Linked DNA regions of Mus musculus: all the other regions are linked to region 3. The links are chromatin contacts, called in public HiCAR-type and HiChIP or PLAC-seq maps. All regions are on one chromosome and are shown on one strand. The core of a region is the stretch at or near the end of the contact, and the rest is flanking DNA. Distances in the headings are between cores, read along the strand shown. Region 1 holds the start of Anxa2 (annexin A2). Region 2 overlaps Rora (RAR-related orphan receptor alpha). Region 3 overlaps Rora (RAR-related orphan receptor alpha).

What was found. HiCAR-type assays count read pairs that join an accessible place to other places. HiChIP or PLAC-seq counts read pairs in DNA pulled down with a chosen protein or histone mark.
Region 1: a contact with region 3 is called in an H3K27ac HiChIP or PLAC-seq map of thymic regulatory T cells, with 7 times the contacts expected there. The contact joins the promoter of Anxa2 here to the enhancer-like site in region 3. A contact is called at or near these places in 4 of 39 promoter capture datasets (hippocampal neurons, liver and pre-B cells), 1 of 115 datasets of contacts at active chromatin or transcription factors (thymic regulatory T cells) and 1 of 9 other capture datasets (embryonic stem cells).
Region 2: a HiCAR-type map of Th17 cells shows a contact between it and region 3, with 3 times the contacts expected there. The contact joins two enhancer-like sites. A contact is called at or near these places in 8 of 484 Hi-C or Micro-C datasets (Th2 cells, double positive thymocytes, embryonic fibroblasts and 3 more) and 5 of 115 datasets of contacts at active chromatin or transcription factors (Th17 cells, embryonic fibroblasts, fibro-adipogenic progenitors and 2 more).

Annotation. Positions count from the first base shown.
Region 1 is chr9:69,452,370-69,455,069 of GRCm38.p6, forward strand. Anxa2 (annexin A2) reads left to right here and starts at 1,314. Exons shown (of 13, transcript NM_007585.3): 1 at 1,314-1,370.
Region 2 is chr9:69,344,433-69,347,132 of GRCm38.p6, forward strand. The region is part of intron 2 of Rora (RAR-related orphan receptor alpha); the gene reads left to right. Among named protein-coding and RNA genes, the nearest start is that of Gm15511, 18 kb to the right of the region's middle. Within about 2 kb of position 1,294, at least 16 of the 459 cell types and tissues checked have an H3K27ac peak or open chromatin away from gene starts, as enhancers often do. A contact at or near this core is called in Th17 cells, regulatory T cell precursor and thymic regulatory T cells, where this site is marked.
Region 3 is chr9:68,968,393-68,971,164 of GRCm38.p6, forward strand. The region is part of intron 1 of Rora (RAR-related orphan receptor alpha); the gene reads left to right. Among named protein-coding and RNA genes, the nearest start is that of Gm31262, 150 kb to the left of the region's middle. Within about 2 kb of position 1,254, at least 7 of the 459 cell types and tissues checked have an H3K27ac peak or open chromatin away from gene starts, as enhancers often do. A contact at or near this core is called in Th17 cells, regulatory T cell precursor and thymic regulatory T cells, where this site is marked.

The DNA of each region.
Region 1 (2,700 bases), core at 64-2,563, 480 kb after region 3:
TGATATCAGAAGGGACCAGGGCTGGGAAGATAGTGGCCTAAGATCTTGTAGCTTAAGAACCTGAGTTCTGTTCCAAGTTCAGGTAGAAGGCTTTTTGGCCAACCAATCTTGCCTAATTTGTGAGCTCCAGGCCAAAGAGATACCTTGTCTCAAATAACAAGCTGGGCCAAGGTGGGTGCTCTGAAGGGACAGCATCCTAGAGGCTGACAGCGCCTTGCAGGTCATGTGTGATACACGTGACCACGTGTGATACGAGTGAACCACAAGCACACACAACTAGATGGAAGAGAATCGTTAGAACCTAGAGAAAGCAGAGAGGTAGACTCTGCAAGGACGGAGTTGAAAGACCTAGTGTGACTGGGCAGCGGTGGTGGTGTACACTTTTAATTCCAGCACTGGGGAGGCAGAGGCAGGCAGATCTCTGATTCCAGACGAGCCTAGTCTCCAGACAACCAGATCTATACAGAGAAACCCTGCCTTGAAAAACAAAAACAAAACAAAACAAAACAAAACAAAAGAACCAAAACTAGTGTTTAAGGTATTTCCAGCTCTCTTGCTAGCTTGAAGTTTAATGCGGTGTGAACAGTCACCCACAAACACAGTTCACTACTGCGTTGTTTCCTGGAAAAGCAAGCTAGAAAAGAAACAATATGACCCAGAGAAACAGTTTGTCAAGGAATGAGAAGGGGGAAAAACCTTCAATAACCTACAATTAGGAAAAGACCGTAGGACCTGGGGTGTATTGGAGTACTGGGGGAAGGAGGTACCTTCTAGCCTTACCTCTTAGTCTCCCTAGCTGGTTAGAGGCCTCTCCGCTTTGATTTACAAGGCGGAGTAGACTGTGTAAAGCAGGGCCAAGCGAACACCCTCCTCACACTGCTCCAGCTGGTGACCAGAGGTTAAGCTAATATGTTTGCAGACAGTGATGGAGAGCTGGGTGCCAACGGCCCAGTTCAGAGGAATCCAAATATATGCGCCTTGAAACAATTCTACCCTCCATTACCTCGCTGCCTAGAAGCCTTTTAAAAGCAAAAGAAGTGAGTTGGGCAAGCCAAGCAGCTGAAATCTTAATAACCCAGAGCCAGCCTGAGCAGGGCCCTGTACTCTAGGAGTAAGGGGATTTGGGCGGGGGAAATGGGTGGATACTTGTAGGGCCTGGGGAGGCGGTGGAGCTGTCACGTAGGGCAGGACTGGGCTTGGGCTACGTTCCAAGTTGGATGAGTCACCCAGCAGGGTGGGAACAGGCCGGGGAGGGAGGGGATGTGGGGCGGCCTCGCGCTGGGAGGATGGGGCGGGTATAAAAGCCCCACCCAGCCCAGCCGGGCTGCTCCGCTTCAAGGGAGGCTCTCAGCGATACGTGCCCGGCCCAGGTAAGTGGGGCGCGGCCCGGTCGCCCGCTATGGCCTCGGGGTTGCGGTGCTGAACGGGGAGCGGGCAGGCTCCGGCGATGGGGACCCCGGGAGGCACGGAGAGGGACCCACTCCACCCGGTGATCTGCGAGGCCCTGCAACAGAGTTGCAAAGTGTCCCGCAAGTGACCGTGCTCTTTGCATGCCACTCTCCTGAGGGGTCGGGGCGCAGGGGTCGGGGCGTGCTTCCCCTTGAGGTTTCCTCGGAACGGGGAGACCCTTTGTGGGGCGGGGAGCCGAGGGGGCGGCATTCCAGACGTGCTAGATGTCAGGAGGGGGACTGGGTGTGGCCGCTGGGGGAGCCTCCGGCCCAGCAGTGAGAAGTCCCACTTCGCTTTCCGCACTGCGTTCTCTCACTCTGGACCGTAACTTCTGCAATTTCAGGTGAATTTCCTTGCAACTGAGGGACGTGCCTTTGTGGAGTCGGAGCAGGGTACCTGGGGGAGGTCCAGGGGGCACCAGAACCTCAAGTCTTGACTACTGGGTGCCCTTCTTTACAATCTCAACTCAGTCTTCGTCATGAACGCTAGATTGTCTGCTAGGTCAGCGACCTCAGACTTCATTTCTTCTGGGGAGTTTGTGGCTCGCTTAGAATGTGTGCAGAAGGAAGTGTCCCCGGGTGGTTGTAGGGAACGTTGCCTTGACTGTGCTGATGCCACCATGAATCAGTTGATAGGGTCTATAGAAAAGGGCGTGGTTCCTGGGCCTCAGGTTCCAAAGCTGGCGCGGAGGGCTGTGGTTGGAGAAGTTTCTTTATCTATGAAAGTGGTTTCCGAACTCTGCTGTTGATAGCGCCACTCACACTGAGTTATTGAAGGTTTCCGAAAACAAGTTCATTCAAAAATAGCTAAATAAAGCGTACTGAAACAGTGTCATGCAAATGTAAAAGCAAAGCAAAGGCAACAAAATAACTGTTACTTGAGACAGAGCCGTAATCTCAACACTCAGAAGACTGGAGCAGCAAGATCCCTTTTGAATCCGACCTGAGCTACATAGTAAGTGAGATTCCTGTAGGGGGAAAAACCCAACTACCAAAAAAAAAAAAAAAAAAAAAAAAAGAGAGAGAGAGAGAGAGAGAGAGAGAGAGAGAGAGAGAGAGAGAAAAGAAAAAAACCATGAGCTTATGATCACGATCAAGCTTATTGGTAATTGGTAGAGTACCGTAGTAGGTTGAACTTCATTCCCAGAACTTGAAAAAGCTATTCATGTGTGAACTATTATGCCATATTCAACTCCAGCCCTTAAAAGCAACCATAAACTCTTGGAATTCAAGATCCTCAGCCTGAAACACT
Region 2 (2,700 bases), core at 44-2,543, 380 kb after region 3:
AAAAAAATGTGGGGTGTGCATGCATCAAACGACCACCACGTTGAAACAGCTCAGAAGGGCCACCGTTCCTACCCTGTATCTTCAACTGGGAAGCTGGGATCAGAGGGGTTAACTAATGTGCTTAGGCTTAAGAACGGTAACTTGAGGTGAGTCACTGGACGGTCAAGCATTCTACCTGGAATTCTGCAAAACAGAGAGGGTAGCCTAAACTGCGAATGGTGACCTTCAGCTATATGCTAGGCAGGTAATTCCCAGGACAGGCTACTGGCATGAGTTCCTTTAAGATGTAGGCTTCTTCCAGTTGCTGAGGGAGTGTCTCTTGATCCTCCATGAATGATTATGGACCAAGGGCAAGCTCATGGATATTTATTGTTCAGGTGGTTTGGCTTGGCAGGACTGTATGAGAAATTGTTTCTATATTTTGTGTGCGTATAGGCACACATACGGTGGTCGGAGGACGACTTGTAGGAGTCATGTCTCTTTTACCGTGTGGATCCTAGGGGCTGAACTCGAGTTATCAGATTTGGTGTCAAAGGCCTTATTCCTCTGAGCCACTTTGCAGGCCCCAGAGTTGCATTTGCTCTTAAACAATCTTCTCACCCATAGGAGGAACCAATGCCTGCCTCTCCCATCGATTAGAAATAAAAAGCATAGCGTGCTGAGCACCCTGCTCAAGGATCACATGGATTAACTGGCACACTGGCATTCCCAGGCTGTCACTCGTCAGCTCCAGAAATCTGCCTCTGCCAGTGTGGAGATCCTGCCTGAATTACTTAGAGTGCACAGAGCAAATTATTTAGACAGTAGGATTTGGGGTGGGGTGGGGGAGCAGATAAATGTTCATAGCAAGATTGTTCCCTGCAAGGCTAATCTGGAACCATACAGCCATATCTGCTTTCTAGTGGTCTACTGCTCAATGATATTGGCTGGGAGGAATCCACATGTGCTGTAGATTAATCTGTGTCCATGTGATTGTCAACCGTGGTGGTATCTGACAGAGAACATCCTTTGGAATGCTGGCTGAGTTCACGTGTGTAGTAGATACAGGGGCTAAGACACAGCATTTGTGCTGAAAGAGTCATGGTTGAGAATGGAAAGGCTGGATGGATTTGGGGGAGGGGGTGTGAAGGGATTTTTATCATTCTTGTTGAAATGGCCATGTTATGAAGTATCTGGGAGGCTAAGACTCTGATTTTCCCCTCTGTGATTCATTTGAGTCTGTCTGTTGAATGGCAGTAGGGCCGGGGAGGGCTTCTGCATGCTGGGGATATTGAACAGAGAGGTGAGTAAGGGCCCTGCTCCCGGTCGTGAATGTTTGCTGTGAGAATGTCAACATGTGTCATCAGATGACATTCAGAGGGCTTGTGGTAGGCGCAGGTGCATTTTCTTCATCTCCCAGAGAGCACGCACAGCTGAAATTATCTTCTGAGATAAGACAGCCTTGCAGGGGGTCAGCTAGCAGAGCAGATTAATCCGACCACACAGAAGAGCTGAACCTTGTTCTACAGAGACCCTTCAGTCCCCGCCTGTGAGGTGCCTGGAGAAGCTTGTTCTCACTAATTCTGATTCTTTAGCCTGCACTGCCCACTGAGGCTAAGCACAGCCTTTCCTATGACTCTAACAAAGATATTGAGAGGAACACTTAATATGAGGCCTTATGCTGTGTGACCCAAGGAAGTCAAGCAAGCGAGGCTGGAAATAGGGTTTTTTTTATTAATACAACTCTAAGCATTCTAAGTTGCAGGAGTACCGTTAGGAGGCAGTAGGCCTCCAGATGATATCAAAGAATTTGAGTGAGATTCTGGACTGTCTCTAACTCTGGGCAGGGGAGATGCCTCAGTGGTTAAGAGTGCTTGCTGCAGGCCAGGCATGGTGGCGCATGCCTTTAATCCCAGCACTTGGGAGGCAGAAGCAGGCAGATTTCTGAGTTCGAGGCCAGCCTGGTCTACAGAGTGAGTTCCAGGACAGCCAGGACTACACAGAGAAACCCTGTCTCGAAAAAACAAAAACAAAACAAACAAACAAACAAAAAAAAAAAAAAACCAACAAAAAAAAAGAGTGCTTGCTGCTCTTCTAAAAGGACCTGAGTTGGGTTCCTGCCCCCTGTGGTGGACAAACTCCAGCGACAGGGAACAGGATGCCCTCCTCTGGTCTCTGGAGGCATCGCTGTCACATGCATACACCCACACACATCACAACCAAATCTTGGATGAACAAACATGGGATACGGTGCTGAAAAAAATTACACAGGAAAGGACCATCCTTCTAGAATAGCTGGCAGTCAGCACAACACTTATGCTCATCTTCTTGGGAGTTAGCAGGTTTGCTTGGTTTATAATAAACTCAGTAGTTTTGAATATTTGGATATGTTATTACATCAGTGCATCAAGTACCAAAGTCAGTGGTTACAGAAAATACATATCCCTGGATATAGTATTTCATCAGAAGACAGTAGGCTATATGTTTGTGCATATGTGTATGTGTGTATGTGTGTGTGTATTGTATACATTGCACAACAGAGTCCCTGGATGAGACCATTGCTTTGTGAGAGGCATAAAGCTGCCTAGATATTGCATAAGATGAAATTGACTATGGAACTTGCTATCCTGTGTTTTTGACTTGGTAGGTGATGTGCTGTGGTAATAGCCAGTGGTGAAAGCTTTGGAATGTAAATGTAGCACAACAGAGCATTCTGGGTAA
Region 3 (2,772 bases), core at 4-2,503:
TATATATGAAACTTGAGCCAAGAGTTGAAGCACACATGTGCCCTGAGTCAAAGCCTTCCACAGGCTGCCGTAGAAGCAAAGGAAAGGGGTTAGGGAATGTGGATCCTGTGGTAAAGTGCTTGCCTCCCATGCGTGAATCCCTGGATTTACTTGTCAGGACTGCATAAGCCAGGTGTGGTGGGTGACTCATGTCTTACCTGTGATTCCAGCACTTGGGAGGTCGAAGCAGGAGGATCAGAAGTTCAAGGTCTGTCTCAGATAAACAGCAAGTTCAAGGCCAGCGTGCACTGCATGAAATCCTATGTGGAAAAAAAAAAAACCAGAGGAGTTAAAAAAAATGAGAGAGGGGGAGAGAAGAAAGAGGAGGAGGAAGATAAAGGAGAGGAAGAGAAAATATGAAATCTTCTGTTCGGAGGTGATAGCCACTTCTTAACCCCAAATTCATTGACATCACCCATCCATGGTGGGAATATTTGCATACTTGGGACACAGAAATGACAGAGACTTTAAGTCAAGCCCCTTTCTTCTCAGGTAATCATTAAGTGTTAACTAACATAACTTTCCTTTCTCTTTCTCTCTCTGTCATAATTACTACTGACCACCAGCATGGCAGGATCTAGCATCACCATGGAAACAAGCTTCTAGACATTTCTATGAGGGAGTTTCTAGATGAGGTTAACTGAGGTGGGTGGGGCAGTGCCATTCTAAGGGCTTATCTATCCGACACTGAATAAGGACAAAGTGAGCCGAGCCCTAGTATTCCTCTGTGTTCACTGACTGCGGCTGTGGTGTGACCAGCTGCAGCTGCTGTCCTGCATTCCCCACCATGGTGGACTGTACCTTTGAACTTGGAGTCAAACAGACCCTTCCTTTTTTAGGTTCCTCTTGCCAGATATTTTGTCAGAGCAGTGAGAAAAGCAGCCCTGCCCCAGTTCCTCTTCTAGAACAAGGCTAACACTTTCTTTTCACCGTATGATACCTAGAAAATGACCCAGGATGGAGTTTTAGTGAGAAAAGGTGAAGCCTGTTCTTAGTAAAGGACAGAGAAGCCTGGCGCTTCTCTCTGCCTGCAGCTAAGTTCAGAACAGCAGACTTAGGGTCGGAGGCTCGGGTGTTGTACTATCCCCACGTGTAAAGGAGATTCCCTTCCGTGTCTGAAATAAGAGTACAAGAAGCTGAGCACAGCACAGAACCACCTGATAAGCATACAGCTATGCTGAGGTGACCTTTGCTAATCTTAAAACTGACGTGAGCAAGGACTTGTCAGAATCTCCAAAAGTCTGACCTTATCTGACTATATGACACTGTTAAGATGACTGGAGTGTGTGTGTGTGTGTGTGTGTGTGTGTGTGTGTGTGTGTGTGTGTGTGTGATATTTATAGTGCTTTGTGTTGATAAATCAATGGGTCAAGTGCTTACTATGCAAGCATAAAGACTTAAGTTTTAATGATCCCCAGCACCCATAGAAAAACCTGGGAGTAACAGTGTGTGTGTGTGTGTGTGTGTGTATGTGTGTGTGTGCGTATGTGTGTAAAACCTCAGCTCCAGGGGATCACTGAAGCTCACTGGCCATCCAGCCTAGCCAAATCAACAAGCTCCACGTGAGAGACCTGGTCTCGAAAAATAAGATGGAGATCTACTAAGGGCGATGCTAAGTGTCAGGCTCTGACATCCACGCTTCATGAGCGCATGCAGGTGCACAACAGGCATTCAAAACTCTCACACACACTTAAAAAAAATAAAAATATTTAAGGCATATTATAAACGAAAAATTATGGAAAGAATGAGTTCAAATGGCGTGCCCGAAAGTTGCTGTGATTCAGGGTTACGTCTGGGGTAGTCTCATTCATATTTCTCAAACAGTGGCATAGGAGAGTCTGACTCATTCTTGTTGATTAGTCTCCTGGTTCCCAGGCAATGAGCCCCTGTGTCTTACTGCATACTCAGAGGGGTGCCAGGAAATATTTAAACAGTGGAGGAAAACAGTGATTTGTGACATCTGTCAGACTCATGTGAACGCCTTGTTCAAGGAGCTCACAGTTCCACTACTGGAGTCCTCTACATTTAATGATGTCACAACAGTGCAAAACTGGGGTTTTGGGCAATCACTATAATGTCAAGTGTGACATCAAGAAAATCAGTATGGAATAGGAATTGAGGGTGTGGGTTTCCAATGTGATGGCAAGGTCTAAAAAGTTGTGTGGTACCCACCAGTCACATGTGTCTCACTAGAAGGTACTTGTGACTATTTAACAATAAATTGGAAGAGGAATTTCCTTTAGTTTAAATATGTCATTTTTCAAAAACCTATTAAATTGGGGGATATAAACAGTATTTTAATAAATAAAATAAATGTTTCTTTAGGATGTGTAGGTTGTAAAAACAGACAGACAAACAAACAAGAAAAACAACTGAATCATGAAGAATATCATGAATCAAAAAATCTTTTTTTAAGTTTCCCAGTAAGACAAGAAAATCAGTGTTCACTGTGGAATAAAAAGCATGAAGCAGTGTTTTGTATGTGTATCCCACTTAGGCGTGGTTTTTGTGTCAAACATGCAGTGGGCATACATGGATACATGAGGTTTTTCTGACCTAAGGGAAGAAGACAGGAATAATTTTACCATGTAGCAGATACCATGGCCATATCCTTTACATGTTTATTTCTATCAATATCTACTAAAAAAGGAGAAAACCTGTGTGGAAGTGTACATGTTTCCTGTGTGGAGTGTTGGGGGTCATATCATACGTCTGTAGTCAGTGACTCCATCT